4 separate regions of the Mus musculus genome follow, and regions 1, 2 and 3 are each linked to region 4. A link is a contact called in public promoter capture Hi-C data. All regions are on one chromosome and are shown on one strand. The core of a region is the stretch at or near the end of the contact, and the rest is flanking DNA. Distances in the headings are between cores, read along the strand shown.

Region 1 (3,295 bases), core at 778-3,277, 730 kb before region 4:
GTAGAGAGGGCATGAGGATAAATGTATATGATGATCCTTGGTTTCAGTCTTAGTTCTGTTAGTATTACAGATAAGCCCTTGAGAAGGTTTCACCTCTCCAATTCTGTGCATCTACAGTTACTTATTGTATAAGGTACCTGATATTTATAAGGCACAGTTTCTCCCTGGATAAATATAATCAAAGCACTTGCCTCCTAAGTATTCAATTAAGGAGGTCATGCCTGCCCAAGTGCTCACACTAAGGGCTCAATAGATGGCAACTATACTCATTAGAAAGTTCTTCCTAGAGTCGAACATTTCACAGATCTCTTTAGTCCCCTCAGTGTAGGGACCACGATAATTTCTCTACTGAATGAGATACACAAAACTACAGAAGCTTAAGTGACTGCTTTAAGGTCATACCTAGCAGAAAATGGAACCTAAACTCAAAGCCAAATCTGCCTGTCTACACCACCTGTCTGCTAGATCTGGCTCTTATGGGAAAGTTTCTTCCCCCAACCCTAACTCTCTGCAGCTGTCTCTGCCTACTTCCCACCCTCACCCTTTCTCTCTAGGGTCTCTTTACACAGCGCTAGCTGTCTTGGAACTCACAATAGATTGCTCTGCCTCTGAGTACTGAGATTAAAGGCATGTACTACCATGTCCAGTGGCTTCCTCTTTTTCAAAAAAACCAATCTCCAGGCATCCTTTACCACCCAACTCTCAGGTGCTCTCTTCTAGACTCCTCCATACTCCCTTGCCATCACTGCCACCTCTGTCCTTTGGGCCTTTTTCACAGCAGAACAACCATGAAGTCTGGCTTTGCAGTACAACAGTGAATGGTTCAAATGTAGTTCTGCCCATTTTTCCATTGGAGGTAAAGTACAAAGTTAGTGTGAAAATAATGGCAGTAGCTGGCATTCTTTGTGGTAGCTCAAGTCCTGGCAACAACCTCAGGTTCTCAGTAGGCAGTAACTGGTAAGCCAGGTGCTGAAACATTCTCTTCACAGCATGTCTCACCTCCTAAGTTCATCTGGTTTTAGTCTGCATTTTTTTTTTAAACCATCTGCACAGAATGAAGCTAGAGTAACCAATGTTCTTTAAAAAGCTACCTCTCTGGCTGAGAGCCTACTGGGAAGATTGTGAGTGGGGGTGTATCCTTTACATAAGAATCTCAACTCCATTTCAATTTCATCTGCCCCACTACTGCTGAACATAGCCAGGTGTGGGTGAAGAATACCAAACACCCTGCCTTGGTAGAGGTTAGGCTCTAGTGAGGGCCAAAGTAAACACACACACAAATGGACAGTATATGTTGTATCAGGCAAGGAGCAAATAAACAGGCCAGAGAATGTCGGGGAGCTGATAGTAGTAGGCAGGAGCTGATCCTGCAAGGTCCCTTAGGAGTTTCCAGGCACAATCAAATGCACACAGGGCACTAGAGAATCAGGCCATAGCATATGGTTAATGTGGTGAAAGGAGCCCTCTGCTGGGTGAGACATGATGTTGGTTAAGGGCAGATCCATGGAATTACTGCTTACTCCACATGAGAGATGAAGGAAGCTGGCCAGGGAGCTAATGGCAAGTAGCACCTAGGTGGCATCGAGGGATAAAGGTACTGACACAGGGTCTACCAGGTTCCTTGGAGCAGCCACGAGGCCCAGCAGGTGCCAGAGAGGCTGCTGCCGTGTGGGGAAGGACTCAGTTCTCTTTAAGGGTGGCCACTGGGAGTCTGAGCATGCTCCAATGAGTATATGGGAAACACAAATTGGACTTGGAATAATTTGGGTGTATGCAGATCAAGGGTGGACCTGCGAGGAATGGGGATAGGAAGCAAGTGTGAAATCCCCAAATTATTAAAAATACCATATTGGGGGGAGGGGGGGGAGACAGAGCTACTGAGATTGATCATGTGCAAGATCTGGCTCAGACTGGGAACAGGTAAGATGCTTCGACCATGTGCTTTCTACCCTGCTTCTCAGGCTTGCTCTCTCTGAAAGGAGCTAGGAAGACAGTCAGACCATTAAAACAGAGCCACACCCATTTGTAAGAAGGAAGACCTTTTATTTGGGCCTGAGAAAGGGTCTCAGATAGTAGCTGTCTTGAATCTAGTGGTTAGAACAGAGCAGGTTAGAAAGAGGGAGCAGCAGGGGGCCTATGTTTGTACCAGTTGCTCTTAGTAAATTCCAAGTCACCCTGAAGAGTCTGGCGGAGAGGGGCATGCTCTATTGTATTGATGGCAGGAAACAGCTAGTGGTACTCTGGAAGGAACTGCGGCAGTATCATCTAAAGCCAAGAATGTGCTCAGTCCCTGCCTGCATGCTTCCTTCCTTCCTTCCATAATCATCTTCTAAGGAGGAAGAGATGTATATAACTCTACTTGTGAGTTGGTTGGTGTAGTAAGATCAAACATGTTTCTTTGAACAAGCTTGAACTGCACTTGTTAGAAAAGGCATCATGAAACCTGACATGGAGGTATAGTAACTTCCAGACCAGCCAGAGCAAACAGTGGGATCCTATCCCCCACAACAGGCATCATAATTAACTTACCTTTACTCTGGTGAATAAGAAGTACTCTTCCGACAGATCAAGACATGTCCAGGCATTGTAATGCATGCTAAGCACAGCCTACTTAGTTTCAAGTGATTCCCCTACTTGTCATGCAATGCTAGGATGATCCACAATGATGCAGTGGAGAACTGCCCTCAGTTCAACAGCCCTAGAGTATCTGATGAAAGCCCATCTGGGTGGACAGATGTTTCCACCTGAGCCTCCAGAACAGAAGCCTGAAGCTGGAAACAGCCTTCCTGGGCATGGAGCCCATTCTATGCAGTTCCTTTGGCTGTGGGCCAGGCACAGAACTGGGGCAAGTTCAAGCAGCTGCCATCCATATTTACTTCACAGGCAGGGGGAAAACCCAGGACCCTTTGCAAATCATTGAGGATGTAGGCAAAACCAGGTAGTGGAAGGGGCCTGAATTATGTAGGAAAGCCTGGGCATTAGAGCATGGTCCCAGGAACCTTGCCCATGCACCCTACCATTTGCCAAGTGTGACCTGGGCCCTGTGAAGTGCAGAAATAGAGGTGCTGCCAACTTCCTTCCAAGCAACTCAATATGCAGGACAAACTCTGTTGTCCTTGTTCTGTTTATAATGACCAATTTTGTTTTTCCAGATCTTTGGTTCCGGTGTAACCAATATGCCGGAGACGTTGCAACCCCAGGAGAACACTGTTTTCTAAGACCCTGTCTAAGGATGCTTCTTGGTAGCTCACAGTATCACATTGGCTCCTGGCTCTGGGCAGGGCAGGAAGCAGTA
Region 2 (3,368 bases), core at 289-2,788, 710 kb before region 4:
GAGTTGTACTAAACTGACATTTAGAGAACCTGCATTCAAGTCCTGGCACTGCTAGTCAAGTTACCACACAGGTAAGAGCCTCAGTTCGGATGATCTACTGGGATAGAAGCTTTTCTCTTATGTATTTCCACTCAGCACAGAGGCTTCACAGCGCCTTTAAGAGCATCTTTCTGTTTGTTATGTTTTTGAAAGAGGGACTATTTACTCCTGGAACTATGTAGATCAGGCTGGTCTCGAACTCAGAGATCTTCTGCCTCCAGAGTGCTGAAAGAGTTAAAGGAATAAAGATCCCTAATGTTTGGGAAGCTAAATATTACAGTCAGTAGACATGGTTACATCAGAAAGCTCACACAGTGAGCACATTCGGTGTCCCTTTGAGGGTCCAATTCCTTATCCATAAGATAGGGTTAGTCTTTACCTGTTTAATTAGTAGTTAGCTCTTCAGCAAGTTATTTATCCTCCAAGTCTCAGCTGCAATGTGAGACATGTAAATGAGACATTCTGTAATGCTGAACAGTGCCTGGCTTGTTGTAGGTACTCAAGAAATATTAGTCATCGTCATCTACCTAAGATGTAGGCTGGCCAAGGACATTTATGCAATCAATTCTTTCTAACATTAATTACTGTGTTTCTGAGCAATAAGAGATGGGTGTTGCTCTAGGGATCAGAAGTGTGCAACATTTTATGCCTGGTGGAGCTTTGCCTTCTAAATTAATTCCTTAGTGACTATTTACTACATGCCAGTGAACAAGACAGTAAGTCCTAAGAAATTCCCATTTTACAGTTAACTACGAAATGTGCAGAGACCCCAAACGTGCGCCACAATCCCACAGGTAGTTTCTCCCTGCAATTAGGCAAGAGTGGGGCGTGGGCTGATGCCTTGCAGGGTTTCCCCCACCAGCACAGCATCCTTGCAGAAGCGGAATCGGAAGGCCACCGCGACCTCGGTGGGGCTCCATCTGGAAGCAGGGCACTCGATTCCACCCGGCCACCCGCAGGCACTCGCCGTGGCAGCCACGCCCCCAGGCGACGACTCCACGCGGACTGCGGCAGCGCCCAAAGTCTCGCCAACACTGCGAGCCCGCAGGAAAACAGAGGCCCTGCAAAGCAGGGCCCGCCCGCCTCCATGAACTTCCAAGCCAGGCCGGTGACGCGTGGCAAGCGACCCCAGGCACCATGAGGCCTGGGCCAGGCAGGGCCCAGCCCCGCAGGGATGACTGTGCGCTTCGGCCGCGTAGGGATCGCAGAGCCGACGCCGCACTCCGTATTCCCCAGCCCGTCCGAAGCGGCCCGCCTCGCGGCGCTACCTGCAGGTCCCAGCCAGCCGACTCCAGGAAGAAACGGGCCCTGTCCTCCTCAGTGCCAGTCACCGCCACGAACTCCCTCAACGCGTCCTGCCGCTCCTCCGCCATCTTCGCCCCGTGCACTTCCCAAACCGCTCCGGCGGACACTGCAACAGCCCGAACCCCAGGTCTGCGTTCCGCCCGCCGTTCTACCGCGTCCAGCCGCTGGGCGCCTGCTCGTAGGCTCCGCCCAATGCGGTGCCACAGGAAAAGCCCTCCGTGTGGGAAACCTAGCCGCCTCGCGCCCTCTGGTGGCCCCTATGTGAGCCTCACCTTAATGGCTGAAGTAGAAGGTCGATGGAAGTGAGTAGGGAGGGGCTGGTTTTCCCACAGGATGAAGTAGTCCCGAAATCAGATCCTGGAAATTACTCATGGTCTCATCCCTTTATTTCGTTAATTATTTATTTGCACATTAATTTCCTTCTTGAAGCATTACGCTGTCTATGGCTTGATGCTCTTCCAAGGGCTGTGGAAATAACAGAGATAAAACAAAGTATCCTGTCTTCTTGTTGCTTATGTCCTTTGACCCTAACAGTTCTAACCGATGCTCACATCCCCATGGTTTCCTATCTTAAACTAGTATAAGTCTCAGCCTGCCACTTTCCACAGCATCTAGCAAATCACCATTGCATTGCCACTGGCAGGCTGGCCCAGGACAAGGAGACTCAGAGCAGAGGTAAGATGGACATGTGTCACCTACAGAGAAAGTTTAGAGCTCTCTCTCCAACAGTGCTGCCCCTCAAGTGAAAGTGGGGACAAGTGAAGCTGGGAGCCTCCTAAGTCCATCTATTTATCCCTCATTTTCAAGGTTAAACTGTTACCATCCTACAATCTGCTAAGTTGGTGACCAGCAATTATTCTACCAGAACTTATTGAGTGTTCAGTGAGGTTCCTGTCAGCTGATTATATGCTTTGTTTTTCTCCTCTTCTTCCTATGCCTGACTCAGAGCCACATTCACTGTGCATGAAGCCACTACTAATGAATGTGTGAATGAATGAATAAGTGAATGGATGAAATAACACATGGATCAGACAATGAGGATCTCACAGGGAGTGGTCTATGCAAGAGCCCCTTTCAGTCTTTTTGTTCCACAGAGTCATACTATGAGAATGAAGAGCAGGAAGTAGCTCTGCCAGGGGCATCTCCAACTTCTAAGCCAGCCTCGGGCATGGCTGCAAACGCGACAGCACTGGATTGGTGTGAATACCGTCCTTTGGTATAACTGCAGATCAGTCCCACTGTAACCAACTGAAAAGGCCCACAGAGGCCATTTGGAACCTAACACATTGCAGAGAAGCAGTAAGGAGAACCCTATCTGCTTTTGATGCTGGTCCGATTCATAGTCAGCCCTCTGCCCAGCCTGACAGCTATCAAGAAGACTATAGGAATAATTGTGGGTGCAGGGCATTAGGGTTCCCTTAGCCTGCTGAAGGTGCTGTGTTCACATTATTATCTATTTCATCATAAAATAAACCTCTGCTAGGTAGAGGTTAGTATTCCCATTTTACAGGTAAAGACAGAAACCAGAGGTTCAGTAGGACCACACCTAATGAAAAGTACAACCTGGGCCTTGCCGTCCCAGCTTCTCAGGTGCCTGAGACTGAAAGAGTGACCTTGCAGAGCATATTTAAAGTCAGTCTGGGAAACAAAACTAAACCTGGTGAGAAAGTGAATCCATGCTAAAAGGCAGAGGATGCAGCCCAGTGCCAGAGGCCTTGCCTGTCATGGGAGAGGCTATAGTTTCAATCCCAGTTTTAAACAAATGTCCTAGCCTGGAAGTTTGGAGAAAGACTGACCAAGCCTCTATCTTCGCTGTCTCTCTACATATACACAGCATCACCCACAGCTCCACCTGTGGTCAAGTTCTGGTTTCAATTTAAAGCTGACTTTCTTGTCATTCAGGTATGAAATGTACCCAGAACCTATAGCTTCCAGTTAGTCCATTCCACATGTTCTCCCAAATATCCAGGGCACTCCACACAATACTCATGGCTTCCAGACTAACACACACACACACACACACA
Region 3 (3,179 bases), core at 514-3,013, 650 kb after region 4:
CACTGAAACATCTTGGGCCAGGTCTGCACAGTACAAGTCACTCTCAGCAGCAGAGTCTTCCAAATACCTACTAGGATAGCCCAGTAAGCCTCAATAGAAACATTCCACTGCTTGCAACTACTCTGTGTCCCCCCAGCACACTCCTACCCAGCTACATAACAGAGTTAAGCAAGATTTCTGAATTCTTTTACATTGTTAAAAATAAATAAATAAAATGTACTTGCTGTCTCCTAAGCATCAAGGAGCTGGGGTTATGGGCTGGTGATTCATAGGATAATCAAAAGGGATCCTGGAATAAATAACCAAATTCATATATAATTAAAAAAAACAGGCTTTTGATCTGCATATGATGAGCTAGCAGGAAGATACTGCACTACTTTTTAAAATGTTTTTTTCAGTATTGAGAGCTGAGCTATCTGGATATCTCTGGAAAGCAAACACAGCTCTTCAGGATTTTTTTCTAACATTCTAATGTCTGAGGTTAGAAACCCAAAGAATTACTTAGAGAGGCGACACAGCTCTGTTAAAATATTTTCTAGCAGTTATCCAGAGAAGACTATGTGAAGAGTGAACACAGCAGATTTTTTTTTCCTTTCTGATTTTGAAAACCCAAGAATTACTTTTAGAATTTTTCTAACAGTATTTTTTGAATTGGTTGGAAAAGCCACGAATTTTTTAGATCAGTTTTTTCTGACTTTGGTCAGAAAACTGAGGAGCTATCCAGAGAGCGTTTAGAATTTTTACTAGCAGAGAGCTGTCTCAAGCAGAAAGCTAGCTGTCTCAACCTCAGAGGTTTTAGAATAGAAGGTAAAATCTGTCTAGAGCAGAGCAGAACACACAGACACAGAGAAAGCAGTCTGGGAAGCCATCTCATCTGGAATGCTATCTCAGCAGAACATAAGCCAGCAGCTTGGACCCATGATTTGAGTTCTAGTTGCTTGTTTCCCTGTTGCTCTCGAACACCCCTTCTCTTAGGAATCCAGACCTAGGTGAGGTTGGTCCTCTGCATTAGTGTTCTCTGTTCTTTCTATACATTGATACATTTTTGTATCTATACATTTTGATACATTTATTGGTTAGATCACAGATAATGATTAACAGGCAGCATTGGCTCCTTAGCCATCTACTTTTACAGCGTCATTTACTGGATGGTTAGCTAAGATTTTGTAATAGAAGATGGACATTCTAGAGGCATTTCTGTCCATCACTTTTATAATTTACAAAATGTTTCTGCATGACTTTGAGCTATATGCCATTAAAAATCTCTGCTTTTACCTTGTGATCAAGTTCAGAAGAGGATTTAACATAGCATGCATAGGGGTAGGCAAACCTATATGTGAACTTATCAACATTCCCTAAGTAAAGTCTCAATGATTCCAAAAGGAAGAAGCGGAAGTGCCTACTGAGTGTTGTGACTGGAGCTTTGGAAAGCTCCAAATTTGCAATGTGGCCCACAGTGGAGAGAGGCGGGTAACTCAGCAACAGCAAATTGGAGTTGTGGGTCTTCCCCTGACCAGGGTGGGGGAAAAAGACCAGCAAGCAATTGGAAGACAGACACAGGTGGTACTGAAATGCAAATTTCTACAGACCCGGAAAAGGACTGGCCTCTGCTGGCAACCTGTGCCTGGAATTATTCCTCTGTGTCCCTTCAACACACTCTAATCCTATGGGTGGTGTGTATGTCACTCCAGATTCACTAGCCAATCAGGACATCCAGCCGGATCTGCCACTCAAAAGTGAAGGCGGGCTCTTCCGGGTGCGATCTTGCAAGTTCCTCTTTTAAAGCTGGCAGTCGCGAATGTTTCTGCTTGATGTGTTCTGTGTACCGCTCCTGGGTGCGGGGACCTCAGGCAAGCCCAGAAGTTCCGACATGGTAAGTGCCAGGCGGTCTCCCACAAAGGGGAGGAGCAGGCGGCTGAGCCAAGGGGGCTGGAGTGCTGGGTCGTCCCAGGGCTCAGTAGTAAACAGCAGCCTGACAGAAGCTGAGACTTGTGAGCTTCCCTGTGGTCCTTTTCTCTCTCTCTGGACCTGGCGGTGGGCACTGAATCATCTCACTAGCGTGGCTGCATCTACACAAAACATTTGGGGAAAGGGCTTCTGTGTAGAAATACCCTTGGCAGGATGCCAAACTCGGAGAGCCCTAGTTTCTATAGTAAGTTTTGGCCTTAGCATTTAGGCATTTTACAGGTAGGTATAAGACCCATTTCGAGTTAATTTTGTGGAGCCTGTAAAAGGCATCTCGTGTGTCGGATAGCACTCAAATATTAAGCGGTGATGTAGAAGAGTAAAATTGATGTAAAGGATCTAGACTAATGCTTGTAGTGACGGCAAGTCGAATGTAGGTGAGAAAGGACTGCCCCTAAAACTCCACACAGGTATGTGCTATGCTAAAAAGGCCGAATGGAGAATAGGATGCTAGAATACATGTGGTAGTGTACCAGGATTGTCCAGACATTTGTCCACAAACCATAACATAGGAGACAACTCTGCTTTACAATCATGAATTAGGCCCATCCTGACTTCAAAGAGCAGGTCTCTAACAAGTGGCTCCAAGGGGTAAAATAGGGCCACAACCAATTTTAAGGCCTGGTGTGCCATAAAGGTCTGGTTTTCTTCTTGAGAAAAGCATCGTTTTGCCACATGGGCAAGACTACAGCTGGTGACAACCTTTTGAAAAGGAAAAACACTGTTTTGGTGAGGACTGGCCTGGTCAAGCAAGGCATAGAACAGCTCCTTCTAGGTCTCCAGAGCCAATGCCAGCCTGGGGCTCAGGCTTGGGAGCTTCCCCTAAGGCCCTGAAGTGCTGAGAATAAAATAGAGCTCCTTCTCTAAAGCAAGGACGGTGCTTGGGAGAGCGGGTGGAGGTCTGGGGCCAGGGCCTTCGGGGATGGCTTGCTTCAGACCCTGAGATCCCACCACATGCGGCTATGGTTGTCAGTCCCGAGTCCAGTGTGGGCTTGGTCAGGAACGTTTTTGAGAGGTTCTCTCTTCCTGTTTCTCCAGCTTTCTTTTATTAGCTCCTTCCTGTGGTTTTCTCACTGTATAGTAGTTTGTGCTGACTTCATAAAAGTCTCGTATCTTGTTCCATTTTCCCCCTGTAAGAAGTATACAGGATGCTGTTCTTCAGAAGCCTGTGTGGCATAAGACAGCCTATCCAAGACACCCCCATCACAGCTTTG
Region 4 (3,149 bases), core at 330-2,829:
ATACCAAATGCAGAGAGAGAGAGAGAGAGAGAGAGAGAGAGAGAGAGAGAGAGAGAGAGAGAAATTCTTGCAACAGGGGATGTGTAAAAATATGATACCTGCATAAGCTTAAAAGCACCAGTATGTATTACTGACCCAGAGCCCTGTTTATGAGTGAAGCCACAAATGGTTTCGGATGAAATAAAAGCCACAAAATTGTGCAGCATACAAATATGCATACCTGTGTATTTAGGAACAGCAATTACCTGGAAACATAAACGGAACAGAATAAGGAGGACTGGGGGACCTGGTGGAGCTGGCACACGCCTTAATAATCCCAGCACTCTGGAGGCAGAGGCTGGTGGGTTTCCGTGGGTTTGAAGCCAGCTTAATTGCACAGAGTTAGCAGTCCAGCAGACAGAGCTGAGAAGTTTTGGGGGTTGGGGTGGTGAGAACTGTCAAAGGCTCCGTTCAGTGTATTTTGTTTTCCTACTAAGAATAAAGGTTTGCAAAACAGAAAAAATGCTACAACTTCTAAAGCAACTTGCTAACAAGTTTTGTCAAGGTGGAAACCTCAAAGGCAGCCTTCCCCACGAGGATTCCATCTTTGAGTTTCGGACCCTCTCCTGTTTCAGGCAGGCATTACAAGTGATTTTCTTCTCATCAGTCTCGGAGTAGGGGGTAGGGTGGGGAGCACGGGGCGGGGCAATTCCCTGCAGATTACTGATCTCACCCCTTTCCGACTCATAAAACTACCGGATCTAGTTCCAGTCCCCCATCTTCTTCGCTCGGGGCTGCAGAAAAACAAAAGGGGGAGGGGAGTGGGGGAGTAGAGGAAGCATGAACTCTGAAGCCATCTCGGAAGTCCACAGCTGGAAAACAGCCGGAAAATCCGCCGGCAAGAGCAGACCCCTAGAGCACTTCTCTGGGATGCGCAACTCCGCCGTGGGCAGAGGCCTGGCTCCATACAGCCAGATTCCAGACAACGTACCGGTGGGGGACTGACTGCGGTGGAAGACAAGGGGCCACTCAAAGCCATACTTAGGGACTGGGGACTGCGGGCCGGGGAGCAGGGGGATGGGTCTCAATTAAAACGAAACCCGAAAGAGAGGGTATGCACCGGTCCTTCGAAGGAGGATGCATAACTCTACTGTCTCTTCATTGGTCGCAGGTGACCGTGGTGCAACAGGGACCAGGCCCGTGGGCGATACTTGGGAGGGGGGGGGGGGCGGGACCCGCCCTGCCCTGGGCTCGGTCTCCCTCCCAGGGAGGGCGGGCTGCTCACCTTGGGGTCCCGCTCATAGTAATGCTGCTGCGTGCGGATCCAGCGGCCCACTAGGTGGTCGCGAACTGTGTGTGCCAGAGCGAAGAAGTAGTCGCGGGGCGTGGCCACATTGCGGTCCTTGACCAGCGTGAAATGCAGGTGTCTGTTGAAGCTCTTCCGCACCTCGGCCACGTCGCCCAGCCCCGCGATGCCACGCACGCTGATCTGCTTCTGCCTCTCACTGTCCGTCAACGGCTTCGCCATGGCGCCAGAAGAGGCAGAGGACAGGGTACGGCCCTGGAGCGAGCAGAGAAGACTCTAGCGCTGGGATGCTGCGGTGTCTCTGGCGCCAAGGACTGCAGCGGAGGCCGGCTCATACGGATTGCGCCTGCGCTTTGCGAGAGGGCCGGGCCCTGTGGATGGGCGTGGGCTGATCTGGAGGCGGAGCCTCGGAGAAAGAGCCCGTCAATCAGGCTGTTTCAGCCGGGAAGAGAACGTGGACGCTCGAGGGGAAATGGTTTATTCCTTTACTGGTGTGTCTGGGGCTGGAAAAACCGGACTGCAGCTTCCCCATACCTAAGATTTACCACTTTTATGAGGCAAAAGTAGAAACCGAACCAGTGGCTGCGCCTGCCACACTGGAAGGCAAACTCTTGCCATTCAGGGACTTCCTGGAGTTTCCGGGGCTGCAGGGACTGGCTCTGCACAGAATCACCAGATGCCCTTTTTAGGACTGCATTGGGTGCTCAGGTGTAGCTGAGCTCTGTTAAACGTTCAGAGAAGTGTGCACACGCTTGACAGACAGCCCCCAATACCTGCTGGGACTCGTCGCCAAGCTGACAGGTGGTTCTGAAAACACACGCAAGAAAAAAACGTTGTTTGTGCAAAAACTAAAAATTCATAAGTCATATCAATGTTTGTGCCTCCATGACACCACTTCAGCTCTGGAGAACAAACTGCATGGAACTCCTCAAAATACAAATCGCCAGTCTAGGCTGCAGTGACAAACACAAAAAATCTGCTGCAAATTAAGTATACAGCATTCTCTCCAAGGATGGGCAGAGGCTACTATCAATCACAACCTTTCTGGTTGTTAAAGAAAAATTCCATCCAGAAAGAAGTCAGCCATGCACAAGGAGAAGAAGGAGAAACATTTCATTGGTGAGCAGGGAAGCAAGCTGAGGTTCTGAAAGGGTTTAGGCCAGCCCAAATTTCTTACCGTTTATAGGTCAGGAGGCAACACTGCCTGCCTAGGGGACCATCTCAGAGTGGTCTCTGAATCCCTTAATCATTAAGGGAGTTTAGTTAGGAGTGTTTACAGCAACATAAATTGCAGAAACAAATGGTTTTATATAAGAATACATTATAATTTCAATAATATGTATCAGGCAGGTAGCAATAAAAAGGCATACAGGAATTGCAAATAACAGTAGTCTTGGACTGTAAAAGAACTTTTCTCTTAGCAAACTGTAAGAGGAGGTTCAGCATGACCTTAGTCCTCTGTGACAACCTTCCCTTCAGGCAGTTTTGGCAAATGTTTGTTTTCCAGATAAAGGGTGGGTGGTTTTTTTTTTTTTTTTTTTTTTTTAACAAGGCAGGACTCAACCTACCTAAGTAAAACTTTAATCCAATTGACTCCTACATAACCAGACACCAAGCTATCATAAAATTATACAGACATACATTCATACATGAATATATATAGTTTTTGAAGGAATACCCTATAGCTAGAGATCAGCCTCTCTGACAGAGACACATAACCCTTCACCATATGTGGGGAGCAGCTTTCAAAGCTGCCGCTTGGCACTCTTTCCCAGGGAGCTCTGGGATGAGACCCTCTGGTCATCGATATACAGTGCTGCCTCCTGTAAACTCCCTTGGCCCCAGAAGAACTGCCTTCCCTTGT

The links. Promoter capture Hi-C pulls out the DNA fragments that hold promoters and counts their contacts.
Region 1: a contact with region 4 is called in a promoter capture Hi-C map of hippocampal neurons, with 2.6 times the contacts expected there. The contact joins the enhancer-like site here to the promoter of Pygb in region 4. A contact is called at or near these places in 3 of 39 promoter capture datasets (the 3T3-L1 cell line, hippocampal neurons and liver), 3 of 115 datasets of contacts at active chromatin or transcription factors (astrocytes, large pre-B cells and stem cell-derived neural progenitor cells) and 2 of 9 other capture datasets (adipose tissue and embryonic stem cells).
Region 2: a promoter capture Hi-C map of pre-B cells shows a contact between it and region 4, with 6 times the contacts expected there. The contact joins the promoter of Nsfl1c here to the promoter of Pygb in region 4. A contact is called at or near these places in 6 of 39 promoter capture datasets (the 3T3-L1 cell line, embryonic stem cells, hippocampal neurons and 2 more), 1 of 484 Hi-C or Micro-C datasets (LSK cells), 3 of 115 datasets of contacts at active chromatin or transcription factors (astrocytes, embryonic stem cells and stem cell-derived neural progenitor cells) and 2 of 9 other capture datasets (adipose tissue and embryonic stem cells).
Region 3: a promoter capture Hi-C map of pre-B cells shows a contact between it and region 4, with 4 times the contacts expected there. The contact joins the promoter of Zfp120 here to the promoter of Pygb in region 4. A contact is called at or near these places in 2 of 39 promoter capture datasets (liver and pre-B cells), 3 of 484 Hi-C or Micro-C datasets (B cells, CD4 T cells and CD8 T cells), 1 of 115 datasets of contacts at active chromatin or transcription factors (bone marrow-derived macrophages) and 1 of 9 other capture datasets (adipose tissue).

What each region holds. Positions count from the first base shown.
Region 1 is chr2:151,511,868-151,515,162 of GRCm38.p6, reverse strand. No RefSeq gene overlaps it. Among named protein-coding and RNA genes, the nearest start is that of Gm52533, 5.0 kb to the left of the region's middle. Within about 2 kb of position 2,027, at least 24 of the 459 cell types and tissues checked have an H3K27ac peak or open chromatin away from gene starts, as enhancers often do. A contact at or near this core is called in hippocampal neurons, where this site is marked.
Region 2 is chr2:151,492,352-151,495,719 of GRCm38.p6, reverse strand. Nsfl1c (NSFL1 (p97) cofactor (p47)) reads right to left here and starts at 1,538. Exons shown (of 10, transcript NM_198326.3): 1 at 1,308-1,538. The coding sequence starts at 1,412.
Region 3 is chr2:150,135,262-150,138,440 of GRCm38.p6, reverse strand. Zfp120 (zinc finger protein 120) reads left to right here and starts at 1,763. Exons shown (of 4, transcript NM_181266.2): 1 at 1,763-1,873. The coding sequence starts at 1,799.
Region 4 is chr2:150,785,226-150,788,374 of GRCm38.p6, reverse strand. Pygb (brain glycogen phosphorylase) reads right to left here and starts at 1,579. Exons shown (of 20, transcript NM_153781.1): 1 at 1,265-1,579. The coding sequence starts at 1,507. It overlaps Gm30141 (a long non-coding RNA gene), which reads left to right and starts at 1,623. Exons shown (of 3, transcript XR_375102.4): 1 at 1,623-2,404.